Regions from separate parts of the Mus musculus genome. Here regions 2, 3, 4, 5, 6 and 7 are each linked to region 1. The links are chromatin contacts, called in public HiCAR-type, HiChIP or PLAC-seq and promoter capture Hi-C maps. All regions are on one chromosome and are shown on one strand. The core of a region is the stretch at or near the end of the contact, and the rest is flanking DNA. Distances in the headings are between cores, read along the strand shown. Region 1 holds the start of Psmc4 (proteasome (prosome, macropain) 26S subunit, ATPase, 4). Region 2 holds the start of Cd22 (CD22 antigen). Region 3 holds the start of 4732471J01Rik (RIKEN cDNA 4732471J01 gene). Region 4 holds the start of Rbm42 (RNA binding motif protein 42). Region 5 holds the start of Arhgap33 (Rho GTPase activating protein 33). Region 6 holds the start of Aplp1 (amyloid beta (A4) precursor-like protein 1). Region 7 holds the start of B9d2 (B9 protein domain 2).

Region 1 (3,305 bases), core at 478-2,977:
ACACAACCGATGCTTCCAGACAGCAGCTCCATATCCAGCAGCAGTTGTGGCGTTAACTCAGGCGAGGGAAGTGACCACCAGTTTGTTCAACTCAAACAGACTAGAACCACAAACATCAAAGGTACTCCAACCCACATGGTAAATTTCTTCTTGTTTGGAGACAGGGTTTCTGTATGTACTCCGGGAAACATACTAGGTAGACCAGGCTGACCTCAAACACACAAAGATCCTCTTGTCCCTCCGCCTCCTCAAGTGCTGAGGTTAAAGGCGTACACCATCACACTTGGATGGTGAAACTACACGCACACACGTGAATTGAGAGGCAGAAAGAGACATTCAGAAAATAAAGTATGTATCCACTTCTGGATCGGTCAGTACTCTGGCCATTCTATCACCCTGCCTTGCTCCCAGCCTGCCTCACCACTCACCTGTGGTGGAGCCCACGATGGCTGTGTTCTGATCCACAGCTTCCAAGAACTGACCGATGACCAAGGGGATGCTCTGGATCCGCTTCACCTCCTCCTGGGCGTGGAGGAATTCCTTCTTCAGGTTCTTCTGCTCGTCCTTGATATACTCCTCCTGCACTTCCAGGAACTCCAGCTCCTGCTGCAGCTTCTGCACGCACAGGGAGGGCAAAGGGTTGGCTGCAGCCTTGCCGTACCACAGTGGGAGGTGGGGGGGGGGGCGTATGTGATGGGGGATGGGAGGTATGCAGGAGCCAGCTTAGGGTTGAACACACCTTGTAGCGGCTGTACAGGTCCTCCAGGTCTTCAGGTTCGGGTCCCAGAAAGGACAGGCCGGTCTGCGGCCGAGACACGGACAGTGCTGGAATCTCATCCTGTAGACGGTAAAGACAACTTGGTGTTGGAAGCAGAGAATCATCTCGTGAAATCAGCGAAAGCGTTCTTCCTATTTCGCCACCAAGTCACCTATGTCTCCAGTACCTGACATCATTCACTATCTCTCAATAGATACAGGAGCTGCTCAGTCCCCTATGTAGATTGCTAATAGTAGGCCCCTTAAACAAAACTCATCATGAAAGTTTTGCAGCAGCTCCATACCGAACCTTAGCATCCCAGTCCCCTCAAGAGGTTCTAAAAGTCCCATGGATTTTAAAGTCAGAGTCACATTCAGAGTCTCATTACCCAGTTCTTCCCCTCCCCCCCCCAAAAGCTTTCATGTCAGATTCCCAACTCACGTTAAAGCCAAAGGTCACTCAGCCAAACCACAACCAATACTTAACGCCTCACCGTTCACGTCCCAAGCACAGTGAGTCCACTGGTCCCTTGGCCACGAACATACCTAGGCCACGGGGCCCCCATACATCATCCTCCACCTGGTCCAGACCCCAAACCGAAAAGCTAGTAAGCACAGCTCTCCAGGCCTCGCAACCGTTCTGTCTGAAAAGTCTTTAAGTTCAACGCCACTTTCCTCCCGCTCTGCTTTTCTGAGCTTTGCCGCCCTCCTGACAACATGACTACCCCGCCAGGCCCCGGGACCACCCAAAGCTCGACACCGAGGCCTCTGAAACCACCCAGCCCAGAGCTGGGATCCTGAGAACCCCTCAGCACCCCACTCATGTCCAGCTCCCGCTAAGAAACCCAGATCCCCACTGCACCTGAATCTTTTCCACCAAAATGCCTATCTCCTCCATAGTGACCAAGCCGGCCTCAGTGCAGCCCGGCCAGTCACGGCTTCCGCTGACGCCAACGGAAGTCCTTCACATAGAGCATCTTGGGAAACGTAGTTTTTAAGGTACCGCTGCGGGTTGACCTGACGGGCCGGATAACAGGAAGGGCGGGAAACTCTTAGCCCTGGGCTCCGCCCCCAAGATGGGTTCCTGCGCTCTGCGCTCCAGGCGCGCGCGCGCGGACCCGCAAGGATGTTGCGCGTGCGCAGTAACTCTTGTTCTGGCGCCATCCTGCTTCGCGGCCCGTCGCGCGTTGTGAAGGTTTCTCCAGTAGATGGCGCGGCCGAGTTGCTCTTGAAGAAAAGTCTCCAGAGGATTGATTGATTGATTTTAATATTATCCACTTTTTTACTTTCTTGTCTTTACAAAGCCAGCCCCGAACTGAGAATATGAAGATTAATCAAGTCCTGTCCTAACTTGTTAAAAACTCCAGAGCTTTGTTAGAAGGAATTCGCAGACATAACTAAGTATAAGAAACGAGAGGCACTAAAGAAGCCTTTAGTTCCACAGAAGAATCTCTTGACCTTCTCTGGCCGCCACCTGAAGAGAGAAGCAGAGGTCACAGAACGGCGAGGAGCCAATCAGATCGTACCAAAGCTGGAGAAACCGAGGCAGCTGCGAATGCAGATCTTTGCGGAGTCCTGTCGAATCTTTTCTTCTCTGTCCTCTTCACATTATTTTTAGGGGCTGTCAAGATGGCCCAGTGCTGAAGAACACTTGTGGCTCTTCTACAGGACCCGAGTTCGGTTCCCAGCACCCAGGTGGGGCAGCTCACTAGCATCTGTAGGCAACTCCTTCGGTTTCTGCAGGCACCTGCACTCAAGCACACGTCCCCGCTAGCAGAAACACACTTACACATAATTAAACGTTTTGAAAGGATTTTATATTTAGTTACGTGTACATGTGTATATCGGAGTGCGAATTTGTGCACCTGGATTCAGTACATGCAGAAGCCAGAAAAGGGCATAGGAATCTGTGGCACTGGAGTTACAGACTGTGTGCGCCATCTTTTCAGCCTCCTGTTGAGTTTTGATTGTTGTTATGGCTCAGGAACTTTGATATGCTAAGCAAGCCCAGCTAAAATCCTTAGTATGTATTATATTCTCTTCTACAAAGAAGGAAGCTGGTGCCAAGCACTGAAGTCACTTGAGCAACTGGTAAAGCAGGGTTAGAACCTAGATCTGTATTCCTTGTACCAGGGATATACACTACCACACTTCATAACAGCTATAGTTTTTGTTAAGTAAACTTTTTATTGGGGCACAGATAGGTAGCAGGCACAAATCATTATTTTCTAGCTACATAATGCTGCACAAATTGAACGTCCTATCTGTTCTGTATGGTATGGAGAATCTACAGTAGCTCTCACACTGGCTAGCAGGTGGGTTCCTTCCCTCCATCAGTTGAAGAATTAAAAGACAGAAAAACAGTGACCACAAAGTAAAGGTGAAGTTTGTTGGCAGGCAATACAAATAGTTGAGAGAGGCAGCTCTCCAGCTATTAGGAGGCTGTGTTTTTCTTTGGTTTTAAGGTGTCCCGCTGGTGAGTTCCACGCCACCTGTTCTCTGTTGATCTAATGGTGCTTATGTAGCTCTTCTGTAGCAGGCCTATGTCT
Region 2 (3,305 bases), core at 446-2,945, 2.8 Mb after region 1:
GTCCGATCACCCACTGTCTGACCATAAGGAAGAAGCCAGATTGTCATGAGAAATGTCTTGCTTTAGAAGCAATACATAGGACCAGCCATAGTGGTATATACCTAAAAATCCCAGAATTTTGGAGCCTGGATCTATGAATACAAGCTTGAAGCTAGTCTGGCTTACCAAGTCATTATGAGTAGTATTAAATAAGTAGTAGCATACAGCTCTAGCCTGACGGATCAATTTAAGGGCAACTAATTTACAACTCTTATCTCTCTCTCTCTCTCTCTCTCTCTCTCTCTCTCTCTCTCTCTCTCTGTCTCTCTCTCTCTCTCTCTCTCTCTCTCTCCAACAAGCTTGGCCTCCACCATCCTACACTTTATGTAGAGTTAAATTTAACAATTTAACTCTATTCATGTGGCTGTGATCTCTGTGTGAGTCCCCAGGGATCTTGCAGGATGTGCCAACAGAGTGTGTCTCCGGTGTCCGAGAGCAGAGCTGTGTCCCTTCGCTTCCCTTCCCTTCCACCCACCCAAGGTTTCCCATACCTTGCACAGCATCCTCACCTCCCTCTCTCTCCTGCTATTTCTCTCCCAGGCCGCAGGGCACAGGTAGTAAGGACTTCTGGGTGACCAGGAACAGGTGTAGGGAAAGCCAGTTCAGTTGCTGAGCGTGGGCTGGGTTCTGCCTCCACGGTTGGGGGTGGTGTGGCCTGGGTGTATATAAGAGGTTTGTGGGCTGAGGCTGGAGCAGATCATCTGAGGAAGAGCTTATCTTAGTTTCCCAGGTACAGGGAATGCACCACATAGAGATGTCTTCAAAGTCACAGCCACTTGGGAAAAGCAGAGCTCAACAGGAGGCTTCACTGCAGGACTTCTTAAGTTGTCTAAAGAGCTTAGACAGGCAGTGGCCATGCTTCTTTGGCCACGAGCTCTATTTTAATCTTTTCCAATGAAAGCGTTGCAGGGTTGCAAGCTCTGTTCTGGAGGACACACTTTAACACACCGGTGGGGTTGCTATAACAAGGGCTGTGGTGACAATCAGCCTCTGGGTGCTGGACCACCCTGTTTGTCCGGCAGCCCCTCCAGCCACATCCTTAGCAGAGCCTGGCTGGAGAACTCAAGCTTGAGCAGGAAGCAGGCAGTTCCAGAGTGAAGCTCTGAACCCCAGGAATTTACAGCATGAGAAGCAGGGACCTGAGCCTGGGGCCCGGACGGGTGAAGAGGTAGAGCAGGGTGCAGCAGCAACAGTTACTAAGTCCAGAAGCTTAGAACAGGGCCAAGAACTGTGATCTGCTCACCTTCTGAGAGCCTCAAGGTTAGCTTCCTGGTCCCATCATTTCCTCCCTGGCACTCAAAAGCTTCTTCTACCTCAGAAGACCCAGAAAGCCTGGAAAGGGGACACTGAACGACAGGGATGGGGAGAACAGGGTAGGGATGAGGGGTTGGGGTTGGGGGTTTAGGCGTTGGAGGGTGAGGTTTGTCTGTGCCTATTGTAAAGTAGATGAAAAAACACAGCAGGCCCTCGAGGCCAGCACACAGAGGCCACTCCATATCCACTCCATATTTACTTGTCGAGAACAAGAGAAAAGATTGAAATGGTTTTACCTGTTTCCTCCTGTGTTCGATCTTCAGGATCCCTAGCAGGATCTGAGAGTAAGAAAACTAAGAAAAGTCTCACACGCTTGGCCACGCCCCCTTCCTCTCTGGGCCTCTGCGAGAGACCAGCAGATATGGTGTGGATGAGAGGCCGTGGTGGAGAACACAAGTTTGGGGTCAGATTGATTCTCTGCAGTCACGTGTTGGCTTGGGTGTCTTCCATGTCTGATGAATTTCCATGCTGCTTTGTCCAGGCTCCCTAGAGCCAGACAACACACAAATACATACCTGAACACACAATAATCAAACACACACACACACACACACACACACACACATATATACTCATGCACCTGGGCGCCATCACAAATAAGTAATAATGAAGTAAAAGACTTCCCATTCAGGAACCCTTCTTCCCAGAGCTAGAGCTCCCAGCTGGCTGGGGAAGGAACAGGTCTTCTTGAAGGTGGCTTTCGCTTGCTGATACATCTTATTGCTAGCAATCACACCGAAGGCAGGAGCAGAGTGATCTAGCACTGACATGAATACCTTAGCAGCTCCACGGGCGAGGGGAGGACCAGAGCTCTGGGGAAGAAAGATTTGCTGAATGGGAACTCTTTACTCCCTTTTTATTTATATGTGATCGTGTCAAGACGCATGAGTGTGTGTGTGTATGTGTGTGTGTTGTGTGTTTGAGCATTGTGTGTGTTCAAGTGTATATTTGTATGTGTGTGTTTGTGTGTCAGGTGAGTGTTATGTTTGTGTATATGTGTGTGTTGTGTGTGTGTTTGTATATTTGAGTGTTGTGCATGTTTGTGTGTTTGTGTTGTATGTTTTTGAGTGTTGTGTGTGTTTGTGTGTGTTATGCATATGTGGTGTGTGTGTACATGTGTATGTGTGTGGTGTGTGTAGTATGCCTGTGGTGTCTGTGGTGTGTATTTGTGAGTGTATATGTATATGGTATGTGTGTGGCATGTGAGAGTATGTGTTTGTATATTATGTGTATTTGAGTGTTGTATATGTTTGTGTTGTATGTTTTTGTGTATGGTGTCTGTATTTGTGTATGAGTTGTGTGTGTTTGTGTTGTATTGTGTGTGAGTGTGTGTGTTGTGTACATGTATATGTATGTGGTGTGTGTATATATGTGTAGTGTGTGTGTGTGTGTGTGTGTGTGTAGAGATCAGAGGACAACCTGTGGAACGCTCTCCTTCCACATTTATGTGGGTTCCAGGGGTCAAACTTAGGTTGTCAAGCTTGCCCACAACCACTTTTACCCACTGAACCATCTGGCAGCCCTGCAAATGGGAAAGTCTTGAGATTGAAACTGAGTCACTTGCTAGGCAGCAGCCAGCAGAGAGATGCAAATTCTACAGATGGCAGGGAACATGAGGGCAGAGCTGACCTCAGCTCTACAGGCCCAGGGAATGTGCTGCACAAAAATGTCTTCAAGGTCATGGCTGGTCAGGAAAAACTGAGTGCAGACGTGCAGGGGCCACTCATGGCTGGGAGGAAAACTGAACCGCCAAGAGGCAGGAAACTCCTTTGCAAAGTATATGTGACCGTGAAGATGGATTCTGTAGCTTAAGAGCCTAGGATCTGGTGGGGTCTCCCACTGAGATAGGTAGAGGTCAGTGAGCTCCAAAATGTATAGGGGACACATGACATCCCACCTGGTTCTCTATTAACTGAGAGCTAAGGATAATGGTTTAGGGAGGGGAAAGTCTG
Region 3 (3,305 bases), core at 323-2,822, 2.7 Mb before region 1:
CTCCCTTGCTCGGTAGCTGATGCCTGCCCGTCCATGAGTCTGATGTCACCTTGTTGGAAAAGCTACCCACGCTCATTTTCTCAGAATTTTCTTTCTTGAAAGCAGGACACATTTTCTCATGTAGCCCAAGCTGGCTTCAGACTGACTATATAGTCAGAGACTACAAGACTTTAAGCTTCTTTCTGATCCTCTTGCCTCGGCCTCCCTACTTCTGAATTATAAGCAAGTGCTATGATGCCTACTGTGTGTGGTCCTGGAGACAGACCCTTGGGCTTTGTCCATGCTAGTCAGGTACTCCAGTAATAAGCTACATCCCCAGCTCCAGGATTTTTCCTTTTATCATACTGGCTTGTTTACAATGTTTTGTAAATGGGTGAATGAGAGAGGTTGAGACAGAGTTCCACTCTGTAGCCCTGACTGACCTGCAACTCACTATGTAGCCCGGGCTTGCCTTGAACTGACTCAGCTTCCCAAGGACTGGGATCAGAGGTGTGCGGCACATGCCTGGCAACAACAGTCTTATTACCATCTGTGTCCTCAGCTCTACTGAGACTGCCCTGCTAGTTACAGAAAGCCGAAGCCTGGCACCTCTAGGTATTGAATGTCTGTCTCGGGATGAAATCTTTGTGACTAGAGCCTTTTAGATTCAGAATTAAGGTTGAGGCATACAACAGCTGTCAGCTCCACACTCCCTGCTCTGAGAAGGCTGAAGGTATCCATCTCCCTGCCCTCACTGGACAGGTACAGGAAACCCAACCAGCTCAGTGCCTCTGTGTCTCTGTCGTCATTTGGGAAATGGGCTGATCATAATGACAGCTGTCTCATCCAGTTACTTGTGGCAAGATCACAAGGATAAATGACGGCTCCAGCCAGTCAGGATACCCTTGGGGCAGAGGTGGGATCTGATTCACAGGTCTGAGGCCTGGCACTAGGAAGGGCCTCAGGAAATGACAGTCACTTCTCAGAGCTGCGAGCCTTTGTGAGTGTGCTTACCTGAACCCCGTGCAAGGGAGGAGCCTTACTCAAGCAGATTCTTTCTGACTCCTCATGACACTAAGGGCAGCTTGGCTATTAACAGCTCCACGTCACACTTCACACATTCCTTTGCTTATCAATCTAATAAATACTTGAATGTCCATGTGTCTGGCATTCCCTGTAAACAAGGCAGACACAACCCTACTCTTAGGGAGACCAGTGTCTAGTAGAGTCAGACACTCTACTCAGCACACTCAGCCAGACAGTAGACTTACATACACCTCTCCAAAACACACACATTTGAATCTGACAACAGCCCTACAGATGCCTGTTGGGAGCTCAGAAAAAAAATTGAGAAAAGGTCCCTGTTCATTACTTCACATTCATAGCAATTTGGTACAATGGGTCTTTGCGATTGAGGTTCCATATCGCTTCAAAGCATAGTGTTCTGCTATGTGTCTTTGTTGGGGGATAGGAGGCTTCAGGGTCCTGCTTGAGCTCCAACACTTGTCTACCAAAGGAGGATGAGGAATGATGAATTTGGGGGTTTTGGGTCTGGTAAGCCATGCCAGGTTTTTTCTGGTTTTGCCTGCACAGGAACCTGTCCCTGGAGTCTGATAAAGATCCATGGACTGCCGGTGGAGCTGCATAGCGGAGGGCTTGCTTAGTGTTCACCAGGCCCTAGGTTTGGCTGTAAGCAGCGCCACAAGACAGACAAAACTCATAACCAAACCAGGACTTAATGCCTGCTCTGATTGAGCCATGCAAAATCTTTGGTTGTTCTGCCACTGTTTCTCCAGCCTTTTGGATCCAGGGAAGCTAAATGGTAACTCCCTCCTTTCTCTAAGGACAACGTAAAAGTTCTCATGTTTTGCAAGTCGCCCCAGGGTTGCTGGGTTGATGAAGGTCGATTGTCAAAGAGCAGATGGATGGATTCACTGAGAGAGTAAGAAGGGGCTGCAAGGAGCTCTTCCAATTACCGGATGCCCCTTCTGCCTACCTTTTGCATTCTATTTATTTAGAAAAAGCGGTTAAAAACCCTTCTACGTTATTCTTTTAAGAGGGCAGAAGACATGAAAACCGCTTGAACCGAAACAGAAAACACTAAAGGCACAGCTCTTGGCCACACAGAAAAAGGAACCTGAGAGAGAACCTTATTCCGACAGACGAGCATTTCGGACACTTCCCCAAAGACCGCACTGGGACAGACGTAGTCCTTACGTCTCGGTGGGGCATTCTACTCTCACATCACCCCCCCCCCCACGCGCAGGACGGCAGTGGATCAGTCCACGGGTCTCTTCCCCCTCGTGGAAGTGGGTCAGTTCCCCCAGTCCCCAGTCCCCCGCAGGATGTGCGGGATTTCTTTTAAGCTGTTACCGACTCACCTTTGATCTTGCCTTTTCGCCACCGCCTGCGACTGCGGTTCTTCGATCCTTCTTTGCCCTGCTTGGAGGCCTGGGCCCCCACGGGCGCCGATTCCACGGCCGGCTCCATCAATTCTTTCCAGTCCTGGCGCGGGGCCCAATTCCAGCGATCAAGTTCCTCTCTTAGAGTCAATCCTAGTTACACACCACTGCCAGGCCCCCAAACCATCCAATCCTGGGCAGGCTCCTCGCGGAGCTCCGCCTTTAATGGGTGGGGCTGAAGGTCTTGGCCCGCCCATCTGCTCAGATTAAAGGAACCGCGCAGTGCACCGTAACGACAAACAAAAAACCAAAAACCAAAAACCAAAAAAAAACCCGCAGTCCTGGAAGCAGCGAGAAGTGCCCTCACAGCAGGAATAGTGAGGAGTCGCGTTAGAGTCACCCCAACAAAGAATTCTCAGTCATCTTGTGCAGGTGCTGACCCTCGCCATCTCATTCACCTTTCCTTGAACCTGGCCCGCCCACTTGCCCCGGGAGCCGGAAGAACGGGCGGGCGGGCAGGGGGCGGGCAACCCAAGGCGTGGGCGGGGACCGACTTGGGGGCGTAGCCGCGCTTGGTAGCCGTTTGGAGAAGCCCCGCCTTTTCCTCCGCCCCCTCACGTGGTCGTCCCTGTTTTTTTTTTTTTTTTTTTTTTTTTTTTCCCCCCCAGACAGGGTCCTAGGCTGTAGTTGAGGGTGGCCTTGGCCTCTCAGCAAACTACCTTCCAGTCTCACATCCGCGCTCCCTCCTAGTTCTTACTGCTCTGCTTCATGAGGTGTCTCTCCCTCTGCCCTGCCTTATTCCCCAGAATCAAAGGAAAGGGGAAGACAGCAACACCGCCGGCCTCAGGGTTGATCTACAGAAAGGAGCGTAAGTCGAGGGAGCCCACGTGCCCCGGAAAAGGCGGGAAACAGAGGAGGCCCGAG
Region 4 (3,305 bases), core at 384-2,883, 2.6 Mb after region 1:
TCTTTGCATGGACAACTTTTTGCCTGGGATAACATCACTCCAGACATCTGCATGGTTCAGTCATCTCATTTATATCTTTGCTTTACTAATACCAGATCAAAAAGGCCTTCCCTGACTGCTAATAAAACTCTTACCACTTTGTAAGGTCAAAGAAACAACGGGAACTTTTCTGTTTTGTTTTCTCCTATACACCCCTTGCTTAGAACAGTGCCTAGTGCTGAGAAGGCACAAGAGTGCCTTTGATCTTTTTTGTTCCCTCCACAATGCAAGGGATTGAACCCACGGCTTTGACATGCCAGGCATGAGATTATTACTAAGCTGCATCCCAGCCCACCTAATAACTGTGAACAGAATAAACACGTTTTCTCTGCTGGTGTTCCTCTAAATAGTTCCCCCCTGTTTCCTTCTTTCCTCGGCTTCTTTCTTACAGCTGACTATTAAGCACCTGGAATATTATCCATGAGTCTTGGGAATGACAACACAGATATACATTTTAATATTGTTTTGGTTTTTTTGTGGTGGTAGTGGGCTTAGAAAATAGGACTCTGCCAGGCTAAGTGCTCTACCACTGAACTACACCCCAAATCTGTGAATAAAAACTTTCAAGAGATTTTTTTTTTTGTTTGTTTTTCGAGACAGGGTTTCTCTGTATAGCCCTGGCTGTCCTGGAACTCACTCTGTAGACCAGACTGGCCTCGAACTCAGAAATCCACCTGCCTCTGCCTCCCGAGTGCTGGGATTAAAGGTGTGCGCCACCATGCCTGGCTCAAGAGATGTTTATATAGAATAATCTAACACTGCAGAAAGTTCTACCGGACAGGCACTGTAGAATATTAGTTTCCAATGGATTAAATATACTGTCTTGCATCCTGAGTCCCTGGCACTTAAGTGGTCATGCCAGCCAAAACATCAATCGCTGTCCATAGATAAGCCCTTATTGGGACCAAACCATTCTGTTCTCCCGACTCAAGCTGTAGCTCTCACCTTACCTGTTGGTATGTGTTGGTGGCGATAATTGGGCGGATCACAGGAGCTGGGGGGACCTGCATCGCTTCTACCGTGGGCACCGCAGGCACAGCAGTTGGGATTCCGGTCACCGGAGCTCCCAATACTTCTTGCTCAAACCTGGGGGAGCGGGACAGATACCATAGGTCAGGTCTCACCAAGCCTGAGGTGCTGGGTACTTCTCCACCGCGCCTTCATCCCAGCTAATGCCTCCCCGCATCCCTCGGGTCCCACGGCCCCTTATGGAACCACATCTCAACCTTCTGAAGACCTGGAGGCTACAGGGTTAATTGGGTTTGCCCGGGAACAGCTTTTATTTCTCCTACTCAGGGCCTTACAGGGCCATCTCCGCCTCCATTTCTTTCAAGCGTTCCTCGCCGCTCTTGCCCGGGATGCCGACACCAGGCCCCGGGACCACCGGCCCTCCCGCCACCGGGAGTCCCGGAGCCGGCCCTGCTCCGGCCATCGCTGATGCCATAGCCTTCACCGCTCCTTCCAGCAGCCGCAGCGGGTTCTACGGTCGAGTCCCTGTCGTCTCAGGGTGGGAGCCGGCCGATGACGTATGGACTACCGCGACGGATGCGCTGCGTGAGGACGTAGTTTAAGAACAGGGGCTGAGACTTGGCCACACCCCCAGAGCGAGCAAAAGCCAATTAGAGTGTCGGAAAGTCAGGGCCCCGGAAGGGCCTCTAATCTGACAGACGCGGCTGTACGGATAGGCCCCGCCCTCGTAGAGAAAGGTGGGCGAATGAGAGCGAAGCAACGTCACTTTGACCCACCCCGCTGTGGAAGCCGGAACTTTGAGGAGGCACGGAAGTTCGGAGGTCCTTCCAGAAGTTTGTAAACACTGCAAAGCCAGGGTAGGAGTCTTTTGCACTCGGTGGACAGATACACTGCCAGGGGTCAGTTCATTATTCTTTTTTTGAATAAAATTTAATTTTACTGACTACCTCCATGGTTTTCTTTTTTTCATTTTGGGGTTTGGTTTGGTTTTGAGCCCAGGTATGGAACTTCCTAGGTTGACATAGGCTTTCAAGTGCTGGGATTATGGATACAGAACAAAATATTGGCTTTTAAAAAAGATTTATTTATTATTATATCTAACTACACTGTAGCTGTCAGACACACCAGAAGAGGGTGTCAGATCCCATTACAGATGGTTGTAAGCCACCATGTTGTTGCTGGGAATTGAACTCAGGACCTCTGGAAGAGCAGTCAGTGCTCTTAACTGCTGAGCCATCTCTCCAGCCCCCCAAATATTGGCTTTTATACTAGAGATATCTAGAGAGAAGTGTGGAGGTACATGTCTTTAATCCCATAATTTAGGAGATAGCCATGCAGATCTCTGGATTTAAGGTCAATCTACAGAGCAAGTTCCAGGACAGCCAAGCTTAGGCAATGAGGGAGGTGGAAAACAGAAAGCTGGTAATAGAATGGGGTTGGGGGTGGGGTGATGTTCCAGCATGTGGCTCTGGCTTTAGAGTGAAAAAGAGAAGAGACTACTGGGACAATTGATGCTGGTTAGCTGGAGCTAAGAAATTAGCGGTGATTAAGAAGAGACCAGCTGAGCCGGGTGTGGTGGCGCACGCCTTTAATCCCAGCACTCGGGAGGCAGAGGCAGGTGGATTTCTGAGTTCGAGGCCAGCCTGGTCTACAGAGTGAGTTCCAGGACAGCCAGGGCTACACAGAGAAACCCTGTCTTGGAAAAAAACAAACAAACAAACAAACAAAAGAGACCAGCATCTGGGGCTGTAGAGATGGCTCAGCGGTTAAGAGTACCAGATGCTCTTCCAGAGGACCTGGGTTCAATTCTCAGCAACCACATGGTGACTCCCAACCATCTGTAATGGGATCTAATGCCCTCTTCTGGTGTGTCTGAAGACAGTTTTTTTTTTTTTTTTTCTTTTGGTTTTTTGAGACAGGGTTTCTCTGTGTAGCCCTGGCTGTCCTGGAACTCACTTTGTAGACCAGGCTGGCCTCTGCCTCCCAAGTTCTGGGATTAAAGGCGTGCGCCACCACCACCCGGATCTGAAGACAGCTATTATGCACTCATACACATAAAATAAATAAATCATATATATATATGTACATATATATATAAAAGACCAGCATCAGTGAGGTGAAATCTTCTGGGAAGTATTTTTCTGAGGGCACAAAGAAGCTGTGTTCCAGAGACAGCCAAGGTTGTACCTCTTGTTGCAGCAGGACTTGGCTCAGCACCATGAAGAGAGCCTATGAATGAAGCCTAGTTGCAGTCAAAGACCCCAGTGTATTGGAGATGCCATTACTGTGAGATGATT
Region 5 (3,305 bases), core at 385-2,884, 2.5 Mb after region 1:
GGTTTTCCTGCTTCCGTGACTCTCAGGAATTCTAGATGAGGTTGGACTTCTCAGGTCTGAGAGCCAAGCTTCCTTGAGCTGGGTTCCGTTTGCCACTCCAGTCCTGTCTCTCCCCTGCTGCCCCAATTCTCAGAGCTCTGAACTTTTCAGAACACACGTGCCAGCTTCTCATTTACCTTCTATGCCTTTGCAAAGGCTATTCCTCAGACTGGAATGTGGTTTGCACACCGTCACTAGGTTCTCTCCTCCTCATTCCTCATGTGTGTTCCTTCAGAAAGCCCTCTCTGTCCATCTAAGGCTGTTTCAGACAATTGTCTCCATCCCATCCTGTGGGCTTTCTCCATCCCATACTACACAACTATACCTGAGCTTATCCATCTCACTCTGAGATGCTTCCTGCAAGGAACTCATCTCTCCCTTTGGAAATAGGGCCCCAGGCTGACACCCTCACCCCCACCCCCGCCAATGCCCAACAGAGATCAGCACAGAGTTAGTACTGTATGTATGATTCTTCTCTGGGTCCCTGACACGCAGTGCCAATCCAGTTGCACGGCATAGACTGGGCAACTCTGATGAATAAAATAACCAGCTGCCAGATGGGGATTCGGGGATTTGCTAGACTGGGCTTTTTCCCTCCTCCGTGTCCCTGCAACCCCAAGTTCATCCCTGGGTCTCACCCTCAGAGTCTGTCCCCTGCCAGCCCATGAAGCTCCCCAAGGCAGGATGGGATCTGACTGTTTCTGTGCCTGGAGCATGGGGCCTGCACAGAGGAGGTCTCAGTGAATGTCTGTGGAGTGAGGGAATGAATGGATGAATGAGCGGGAGCAGTATGGAGGAGGGGAGATGAAGACAAGGAGATGGAGAAGCCCCAAGGCTCAAGTGGAACGGAGGCGGGAGGCGCGATGTTGGCCTCGAGTAAGGATCGGGAAGCGGCGGGAGAGACTTCGATAAAGGTTCAGATCGATGTCGGTGGAGGGATTGAGAGCGCGTGGCGTGGGATGAAAATGAAGAAGAAAAGGGTCAGGCAGGGGATGGAGTGAGATGGGGGTGGGGCTCAGGAATGAGAAAGGGGCTGTTGGGAGCAGGAGGTGGTGGTCGGGAGGGTGACTGGGGATGAGGATGCTGAGGAGGGCGCTGGAGTGGGGGCTGGTTTCCAGGGAGCCTCGGCAGACGCCTGCAGGGGGGAAGCCCTCATGGGGCGCGCGGGTCCTTCCCTGAACCAGCCCCCTTTTCTCAAGTCCGGATCCTCCGCCACTGTCACCCCTTTTTCAGGGCCCAGAAGGGGGAGGGAGGAAATGTGCGCTGAGGGGGCGGGGTCGAGGCCCGGGCCGCGACCCAGGACCGCACCGAGGTGGAGACCGTAGGGGACCGCGAGGAAGGGTGAGGGGCGGCGCGCAGGCCGCGGGCTCGGGCGGGGCCGGGGGCGGGGCGCGCAGGGCGGGGCCGCGCGGACAGACTGGCACGCGGACACACAGACTGATGGCCCCGAGGGCCCCTCACCACCATGGTCGCGGTAGCCTCCTCAGACCCCGGCGGCTTTCGAGCCCTCGTTCGCAGTCCTCGCCACCGCCGCCTCCGCCGCCATGGTGACACAAAGGGGAGGGCGTGAGGCGCGCGCGGGCGGTCGCAGGCTCCTCCCCTAACGGCTGCCGGGGGGGTCTCTGGCGCGCGCCCCATGAGGGGCGGGCCAGCGGGCACGCGGAGGCCCTTCTCATTGGCTCCAGTTTTGGCCTGAGGGCTACGCCCCGCCCACAAGGCGGCTGCTTATTGGCTTTGAGTGCTGCTCTACTTCCCGCCCCCATCCCCGCCCCGTCTCTCCAGTCCCACCCCCCGAAGTTTGACAGCGCCACGCCCATGGATGGTTGGCATTGGCTGTCAGGGCCCTCCTGAGATAAAACCCTGTATTCTTTATGCTCCGCTGCCGCCACTTCTCTCCTTAAGCAGCCTGCCCTTTCCTCCCGCGGTCGCTCCTCGGACGTGCTTCATTGGGTTCGCCTACGACTATCCCCCACAAGCAGCCTTTTCGAAATGCGGGTCCTCCAGTCCCCACGCTGTCAGTCCTGATCCTGACCCCGCCCACAAGCTTTTTGATCTCGCACACCCCGCTGTGTCCCCACCCTAGGCTCTGTGCGACTTGGCCTCCCCCTATTCACTGGACATCTTTCCTTGTTTCCCTATATTCGCTTATTTGAGGCTAGCCTTTGACATCTTTTTCTAGGAAAAGCTTCTGTATGGAATGCTATGACATTCATGCCTCTCAGAAAGCCAGGTGCAGTCTTTTTTCTTTTTTTAAACGATAGAGAAGTGCCTAGAAAGCATTGCAGCCACACCCTTTCCGGAAGGATGCTTTCACTGATCTGGACCTGAGCAGGCCTCTCGTTTCGGTAGCACGCTCCCGGTCCAGGCTTTTAAAGACTTTGATTATTTAATTCGGGGATATACCAATAATCAAAAAAAAAAAAAATACAGCCTTACCCATATGGAAGCTCAAAGGCTAGTATGAACTAGGTGATTTCGGTTTGTAATCTCAGCACTGGAAAAGTGGGTGCAGGAGAATCATGAATTTGAGGCCAGCTTGAGCTGCATAGTGAAAATCTGTCTCAAACAAACCAAATTAGGGACTGGAGAGATGGCTCAGCAGTTAGCACTGACTACTCTTCCAGAGTCCTCAGATTTCTACTCCCTGTTCCAAGCACCCACATGACTGTTCACCAGCTACAGCTCCAAGATGTCCAGAAGATGCTCTCTGTGGGCACTAGGCACACATGGAACCCCCAACATATACACAGGCAAAATACCTGTATGCATTAAATAAAAAAATTTAAAACCTCCAAATCAAAGGCTGATGGGGGAAGATAATGAACAAAATAAATATAAATATGTATCATCCGAGAGAAAAGCTAGTTGGGATGGCGAAATATGGAAAGTGCTGGGTGGGGGGAGGGAATAAGTGTAATGAGTGATGATGCTACTAAGTTTTGGGGGTGGTTTGTTACCCAGCCACAGTTAAGATGGCCTCGGTCAAGTAGGTAATCTCAGCTTAAGTGTGACTTCCTCGGGCAGCCTTCTAGTGCCCCCTCTTAACTTGATCAGGATGTTATTGTGAATATCTTCTATTGTTCCTTGTGTCTAAACAGCTACCTCCTTATTGATTCAATCAAGTGTGTGGTTTGTTCAAAAGGATGAAAACCCACATTTATCTTGTTTCTGACATAGAGAATTGCATGTCAGAAATCTATCCCATTTCCCTTCATAAATCCCATACATATATCAAAACAACATTGATCTCAGATTAAAGAATCCCA
Region 6 (3,305 bases), core at 448-2,947, 2.4 Mb after region 1:
CAGCCACTCTCATTGGGCTCCATCACTTACTGAATCTTGTTGGTTTAAAAGGTCTCTTGATCTAAGCCTTGCCTCTCTTTCGGCCACGCCCACTTACACTCCCACTTTTTCTAAACGGATCCATAGATTCCTAAACCATGCCACTCTTCAGGCGACCTTGATTAGTCCATGGGGGGTGTGGGGGGGTGTTGTTGGGTTTTTTTTTTTTCAGTCTCCACCGCCGCCCCGCGGCCCCTAATTTCTCAAAATAGGTTTGCGCTGGCCCTTTAGGAGGGGCCTCTTCACTGACCACAGACCCCCAAGCTTTCCCTGGCTTTACAGATTCTCTCATCTCCCTAGACTCTGCCAAGTCCAGCTTCCTCAAGGGCGACCCCGCCCCAGCTTGGATCCACTTTCTCATTGACCACGCCTCTCCCCGTGGGGTCCCGCCCACCTGTCTGCAGTACTCCAGCACGCGCTGCGGGTCCAGAAGACAGCGTCGTGATCGCTGTGGGTCTGGTTCCCAGCGGCCGGTGCGCAGGTCCCGGTGAAGGGTTAGACGCCCACATAGTCCAGCCACTTGAGCCGACCCCGGAGCCTGGGAATGAAGGCAGATGGGGCAGTGAGGAGCCAGGGCAACGATGTCATCTGTGTTGTCTGGTTCTTTGCTCCCTAAAACCCAGATAGGGCTCCTGCCCCTATCTCTAGCACCAGCTCCTTCTAAGCACCTTCTGAGTGGAGAGACCGTTCCCCGGGAAACAAATCCCGTGGGGCTGGAGCGCCCCAGCTCTCCCGTTGCTATGGTGACCTGGGTCCCCACCCCCCCGCCCCGTTTCTCGCGGCCTTGTTGCTGAGAAGACAGGCTCCGCCCCCGCCCCAGCGGCTTGGGTCTGAAGCCTGAAGGGGTTAAACTTGAATCGTGTTGGGGGAGGCGGGGGGCGAACCCAGGCGTTCTGGCCCCTCCTCCCTCCATCCCCAGTTCAGGTTCCCACTGAGGGGGTGCAAAGACGACAGGGCCCAGCTTCCCAGCAGGCCTGCACATCAGACCTTTAAGGACTAGAGGAGCTATATCCGGATTGAGTAGTGGGTGGAGGCCCGGACTACTGGATGTTTGAGGGCAGGGGGTTCATGTGGGTCCAGATAATACAAGGGACCTGGGTTCTTAGAGCCAAGCGCCTACTGCCTGGTGCGTCCTACGCTTAGGTGGGCAGGTCTTGGGGCTTTGTCGTCTAGGGGTGCTCTGGATTTCTTGGACCAGAGGCTCTTGGAAAGAGCCAGGTCCGACGATGCGGGTGGGAGGGGGCAGGGACGTCAGACGATGGAGGAACCTAGGAAAATCTACAGTTCGGATCGCGTGGGGCAGGCCACCTGGCCAAAAGGACTGCGGTGGCCGTCCCGCGTCCAGGTCGAGGCCCGGTCCCGCCCCTTCCCCATCCCCAGGACCCGGCCGGGCCTCACCTCGGCCGCGCTGGGGCTCCCAACAGCCAGGTTCCCGACGGCGAGCTGCGCGCGCAGAAGCAGCAATGACAGTGGCAGCAACAGCGGCAGCGGCGGCGGTCGCCAGCGGCGACCCTGACCGCGAGCGGCGGGGCTGGTGGGCCCCATGTCCGGGCCTCGGGCCCTCACGTCCCCTGCGCTCCCGCCCGGCCCTACCCGGCCCCAGCGGTGACAGGAGCTCCCAGCGCCACCGCCGCCTCCTCCTCCCGCCGCCCCCGGGCTGCGCCGGCGCCGCCAGCCCCGCCCCGCGCCGGCCCCGCCTTCCCAGCCAGGACAATAGCGTGGCGGCTCTGCGCACTGAGAGGCTCCGGAACCCCGGGAGGGAGCCTGCTCCAAGTCCCAGCCCCTCAAGATTCCAGGTGTCACTGTCCGCGTGAAGACCGAGTCACTAGGTTCAGTCCTGGGCGTAGCCGTTTTCTGGACTTTCATCCTTGGCCTTCTCTTCTGGCAAACGCAGACACCCAGCATCAGCTTTGTCCTCCTCCAAGGATGCCAGAATCCATGGGGGTGGGGGTCTTCCATAAATCCCTCTCTTGAGGTCCCAGGAATATAGACCTCCGAATTTTCCCAGTCAAGAATTTAGGGAGTGTACTAGGAAAGCCTGTAATCCCGGCACCTGAGAGGAGGGGGCGGGAGGATAGGAGTTTGAAGCTAGCCTACCTACATGCAACCCAGTCTCAAAAGACAAAACACAGCTACAGCTAGGTAAATCTGCTCCCTTCCAGGCCTCTTCTGTCTCAGGACCGGAGGCCAAGTCTCCCACCCTTGCTTCCTCAAACCTAGGAAGCCTTCCTGCCCTGATTGCCAGGTGTCTGGATCTTCAAATACTCCCTCCAAAAATCCATGACTAAACCCTTTCTTTACAGATGACTCGGGTCAGGTGCTGGATACCATAGCCTTCCAAGACCAGCACCTGAGGACCACTGTGTGGAGTCCCCCATTCTCACCCTTTCTAAGGGCCACCTCAAGTCTTCTGCCTAAAGGGTTCACTGTTTTATCTTAAGTGAGTGTACAATATTCTAATCCCCCCCCCCGAAGCAGCCCAGATGTGTGTGTGTGTGTGTGTGTGTGTGTGTGTGTGCATCTGTATGGTGTGGACCTGCCCACATTTGTCTGTCTTTCTGCTTTGTGTGTGTGTGCATCTCTGTGGATGTGGGTGGGGTGAGGTAGTGGTGTATTATTAAAAGAGTTTAAAGTGGAATGGTGATGTGCACCTGTAATCCCAGAGGGCCTGAGGCAGCAAGATCAAGAGTTCCAGGCTAACTGCTGAGAGAAGGCTCAGTGATGAAAAGCACTGGCCGCTCTCTCAGAAGACCCGGGTTCAATTCCCAACACCCACACTGTCTATAACTCCAGTCTTAGGGGACCCATCCCTCTGTTCTGGTCTCAGGGACCAGGAATGTATATAGTATACAGTAACACATGCAGGCAAAACACCCACACAAGTAAAATAAAAATAACAGATCTTAAAATACAGAGAGAGAGAGAGAGAGAGAGAGAGAGAGAGAGAGAACCTACAGCAGTAAGCCAGTAGCAAGGGGCTAAGGAAGGACTTAGGACATCATCGCTACTGCCACCCAATGCATGAGAGGCGAGGGAGGACTAGATACAATACAACCTTTGTGGGCCTCTTCATTCATGGAAAACACCAGGAGACTCCTCCAAGTGAAAGAAAATTAAAATTCAAGGTCCATGACTCATGTGGCTTGTGTCAGTTAGTTAGGAGGGCCTTTGGGCCTAGGGCAAAAACAAAGGCTGTAAAGTCATCCAGGAACTGGCTAGCCATAAAAGACAGGGAAGACATACCAGGATGTCCGGACTGGCCCGGC
Region 7 (3,305 bases), core at 381-2,880, 2.4 Mb before region 1:
TGAATAAAGTGTGGGCTCTAGTTACACTGAATGCACTGTGACACTCCAAAGGAGGGAAATTCGGACACACACTTACAATGTGGATGAGCCTGCATGACAGAATTACTGAATTAAATAAGTCAATACAACAAATACTGTATGGCCTGGAGAAATGGCTCAGTTGGCAAGAGCATAGTGTGCTCTCGCATAGGTCTCAAGTTCCATTCTTACCGTGTGTCCTGGGTGGTCACTACTGCCTGCAATGCACTCTCCAGAACGCCAGATACTCTCCTGTAGCCTTGGCAGGCACTGCATGCACCTGGTGCTCAGATATACGTGAAAAACACCAGTGCAAACAACAGATGTTTAAAAAGCAAGCACACAAAAACAGTGGTGTTAGTGTTGGTAACACATATCCTGAAAATTGGAAGGAAAAAAAAGTGGATAGCTTCTAGGGACAACCTTGGAGGTTGGTGAGCTAGCTTCTGGCCTCTACATATGCACCATACAAACAACCACCCATACACCTGAACACACCACACACACACACACACACACACACACACACACACACACACCACACAGACGAGCTATCTTCTGGCCTCTACATATGCACCATACAAACAACCACCCATACACCTGAACACACCACACACACACACACACACACACACACGACTTAAGTTCTTGTTTTAGTTTTAGTTTGTTTGTTTAAGGGGGATTGGCCTGGAACTCACTTAATAGCCCAGGCTGGCTTTAAATTTGCAGCATTCCTCCTGCCTCAGTCTCTCATGAGCCACAATACTCATCATAAAATTTTTAAAATTTGTTTCCGACTTGGGAAAAAAATATATATATATAAAGGAGAGAGGCTTTCTTCCCTGACTTCCTGCCAAAGGGGCTTCTTCCTTCCTTTTGTAGGATTTATTTTTATTATTTGTGTATGCCACCTGTGCGCGGGGCAGGGGTTGAGGGTGGGAAGTGTCCTCTGGGACGCCAGAAGAGGGCAGAGTTGGAGCTGGAGTTACAGAATGCTGGGAACCGAACTCCAGTTCTCTGGAAGTGAGGCAAGCGCTCTTGTTGCACCATCTCTCCAGCCCCGTCTTCCTCATTTATCTTTACTCCAACCTGTTTGTTCAAAACCAGCTGCTAGAATGAACTTTGCAGTGACTCTGAGAAAGAACTTGGACTTCTCAGTCCTTGAGAAATCTGAGGAAGCTCTGAAAACTGAAGAGAAACCCACTTCCCAATTTCTCTAGTGTCAGAATATGGAGGTCCTTTTTTCCCCTCCAGCTACAACATAGAGATGACTACTATGGGAGTCCCTTTAGGTGCCCGTTTAGTGTCGGCTGGCTCCATTCTGGCTGTGATCCTGAACAGGAAAGGTGTTTTGTTTTGAGGAAGCAAAGAGCATCAATAGATTTGCTTATTGCGTGAAGAAGATATGGAGAGGAAACAGTTGGCGTTCTAACTTCCTCAACTGCTGATAGAGATAACCCGCCAGGCCTCCCACTCTGGGGCGTAAGGCGTCGCAGGAGCAAGACCTATGCAATTCTCGCAAAAAAGTCCCGAATGACCGCGTCCATCACGACTACGCCCCGCCCCCCAGAGGGCAGCTATAGCACCAATCATCAGCACGCAGGGCGGGCTCAGGGGAGGAACCTGCTGTTGCCCCAGCAACAGTCGGGGCACCCCAGGAGAGCGAGGCTGCGGATCTATCTACCTCAGATCTCCCTCCGCCTGGAAGGGCCCGGGAGGGGAGCGAGACTAGTCTCGACGGCGCCCGCAAAGAAGCCCGTGAACTACCATCCCCGAGGCAGCTTTCACTTCTAACGGTCAAGTACGCGGAGGTAGGAATGACGCATGCGCTACGCCTACGGGCAAGGGTAAAGCGGCCCTACACCCGAGACGAGACGCATGCGCCTTTTGAAGCTTGGCTGATCTGCCGCGAAGGGGCGGGGCCTTGCACATGTGGGCGGGGCCACAACCCTGGGGCGGGGCTTTCTAAGCGTCTGAGCCTTGGTTTATTTATTGGTGCAGGTTCCCACACCTCTGGGAGACTTCCCCATTTTTCTTGGGCTTTTCTGGGGACGTGGCTTGTATCTGTGATGAAGGCCACATTGTCAGTGGGTTGGTGGAACTAGCTTAGAATCACAGTGCTGTTCTTTATGTGATAGGCTTCAGTTTTCCCAGCTGTCAGATGGAAATAATACAGTTACCTCACAGGGTTGTGATTGAATTTTTCCTTTCCTAGAGCCATGGCTGAAGTGCACGTGATCGGGCAGATCATAGGGGCCACCGGTTTCTCGGAAAGCAGCCTCTTTTGCAAGTGGGGCATCCACACAGGTATCCTCCTCACACCTTGTTCATCTCCCAAACAATACCCAGCTCCCTCCCCTAGCCTAAGTCTCCATGTTCCTTCCTCGATTCTCCAATGAACTCATACTGTTTGCTTCTCTTTATCCTTGTCTTTCATGTTATCTCACCATCGGAAAACATAGCCCCTAAGCATATGGGGCTGTGACATAGAAAACACGCGCGCACACACACACACACACACACACACACACACACACACTTCCTGTCCTCAGGCCAGTAGACAAACTAGGTGTGCTTATGCATATCTGTAATTCCAGCACCTAGGAAGCCTTCTATTACAAGTTTGGGGCCCTGTCTCAAAGAAAAGAGCACAAAATATATACAAGATTATTGTAAGTTCTAGGGAAAAAAAGAAAGTGATGTGCTGGGGGCTGATTTGGGATGTGGAGGTCTGAGATCAGAGAAAGCCTTTCTGTGCAAGTGGCACTTGAATTGGGGGGCAGGAGGAAAACAGCCGGAAATGGGCACCCAGTAGCAGACGTTTCAGGGCAAAAGGAACAGCCGCTGCCAAGGCCTTGAGGCAAGGGAACAGGATGGGACCAGTGAGGCTTGAGGGTGGGGAGCGGCAGTGGCAGATGAGTGACAGGATCCAGGTCACACATGGGCCTTCGTGGCAACAGTGAGGAGTCTGAAAGCTTCGTGTGTGTGTGTGTGTGTGTGTGTGTGTGTGTGTGTGTGTGTGTGTGTGTTGGGAGGGGGCAGTTAGAATCCCAGAGAGCAGATAAGGTGAAGGCATTGCCCAGAGCGTTTAGCAGAGCATCTGGGGTGTAGTGCTCAGTATGTGGGCACTGCTTCTCCTTGCTCCTCACTGGGGTTGTGATGTGCTCGCAGATGGTGCCCAGTCTCTTCTTGGTCTTTGACGGAGGCTTCTGAATGTGGGGTGCATAGAGGAAGGAAAATGCTGGGGATCTCGTCACCCGGGGAGCGTAGGTCATCCTTAGCTACGA

The links. Promoter capture Hi-C pulls out the DNA fragments that hold promoters and counts their contacts. HiCAR-type assays count read pairs that join an accessible place to other places. HiChIP or PLAC-seq counts read pairs in DNA pulled down with a chosen protein or histone mark.
Region 2: a contact with region 1 is called in a promoter capture Hi-C map of pre-B cells, with 2.6 times the contacts expected there. The contact joins the promoter of Cd22 here to the promoter of Psmc4 in region 1. A contact is called at or near these places in 3 of 39 promoter capture datasets (hippocampal neurons, pre-B cells and second pharyngeal arch cranial neural crest).
Region 3: a promoter capture Hi-C map of liver shows a contact between it and region 1, with 6 times the contacts expected there. The contact joins the promoter of 4732471J01Rik here to the promoter of Psmc4 in region 1. A contact is called at or near these places in 4 of 39 promoter capture datasets (cranial neural crest, liver and pre-B cells).
Region 4: a promoter capture Hi-C map of neutrophils shows a contact between it and region 1, with 4 times the contacts expected there. The contact joins the promoter of Rbm42 here to the promoter of Psmc4 in region 1. A contact is called at or near these places in 4 of 39 promoter capture datasets (cranial neural crest, erythroid cells, hippocampal neurons and 1 more).
Region 5: a contact with region 1 is called in a HiCAR-type map of astrocytes, with 2.8 times the contacts expected there. The contact joins the promoter of Arhgap33 here to the promoter of Psmc4 in region 1. A contact is called at or near these places in 1 of 39 promoter capture datasets (liver) and 1 of 115 datasets of contacts at active chromatin or transcription factors (astrocytes).
Region 6: a HiCAR-type map of astrocytes shows a contact between it and region 1, with 2.9 times the contacts expected there. The contact joins the promoter of Aplp1 here to the promoter of Psmc4 in region 1. A contact is called at or near these places in 1 of 39 promoter capture datasets (hippocampal neurons) and 1 of 115 datasets of contacts at active chromatin or transcription factors (astrocytes).
Region 7: a contact with region 1 is called in an H3K27ac HiChIP or PLAC-seq map of bone marrow-derived dendritic cells, with 5 times the contacts expected there. The contact joins the promoter of B9d2 here to the promoter of Psmc4 in region 1. A contact is called at or near these places in 1 of 39 promoter capture datasets (cranial neural crest) and 1 of 115 datasets of contacts at active chromatin or transcription factors (bone marrow-derived dendritic cells).

Annotation. Positions count from the first base shown.
Region 1 is chr7:28,048,365-28,051,669 of GRCm38.p6, forward strand. Psmc4 (proteasome (prosome, macropain) 26S subunit, ATPase, 4) reads right to left here and starts at 1,728. Exons shown (of 11, transcript NM_011874.2): 1 at 1,619-1,728; 2 at 740-838; 3 at 429-615. The coding sequence starts at 1,654.
Region 2 is chr7:30,878,647-30,881,951 of GRCm38.p6, forward strand. Cd22 (CD22 antigen) reads right to left here and starts at 1,696. Exons shown (of 16, transcript NM_001043317.2): 1 at 1,590-1,696; 2 at 1,283-1,371; 3 at 549-694.
Region 3 is chr7:25,393,141-25,396,445 of GRCm38.p6, forward strand. It overlaps 4732471J01Rik (RIKEN cDNA 4732471J01 gene), which reads left to right and starts at 1,573. Exons shown (of 7, transcript NR_015569.3): 1 at 1,573-2,813; 2 at 3,188-3,249. It also overlaps a transcript of Lipe not described here.
Region 4 is chr7:30,648,595-30,651,899 of GRCm38.p6, forward strand. Rbm42 (RNA binding motif protein 42) reads right to left here and starts at 1,634. Exons shown (of 10, transcript NM_133693.2): 1 at 1,344-1,634; 2 at 990-1,125. The coding sequence starts at 1,483.
Region 5 is chr7:30,533,426-30,536,730 of GRCm38.p6, forward strand. It overlaps Arhgap33 (Rho GTPase activating protein 33), which reads right to left and starts at 1,635. Exons shown (of 22, transcript NM_178252.3): 1 at 1,501-1,635; 2 at 678-787. The coding sequence starts at 755.
Region 6 is chr7:30,443,885-30,447,189 of GRCm38.p6, forward strand. It overlaps Aplp1 (amyloid beta (A4) precursor-like protein 1), which reads right to left and starts at 1,698. Exons shown (of 17, transcript NM_007467.3): 1 at 1,438-1,698; 2 at 434-577. The coding sequence starts at 1,584.
Region 7 is chr7:25,679,150-25,682,454 of GRCm38.p6, forward strand. B9d2 (B9 protein domain 2) reads left to right here and starts at 1,631. Exons shown (of 4, transcript NM_001362154.1): 1 at 1,631-1,829; 2 at 2,234-2,325. The coding sequence starts at 2,238. It also overlaps a transcript of Tmem91 not described here.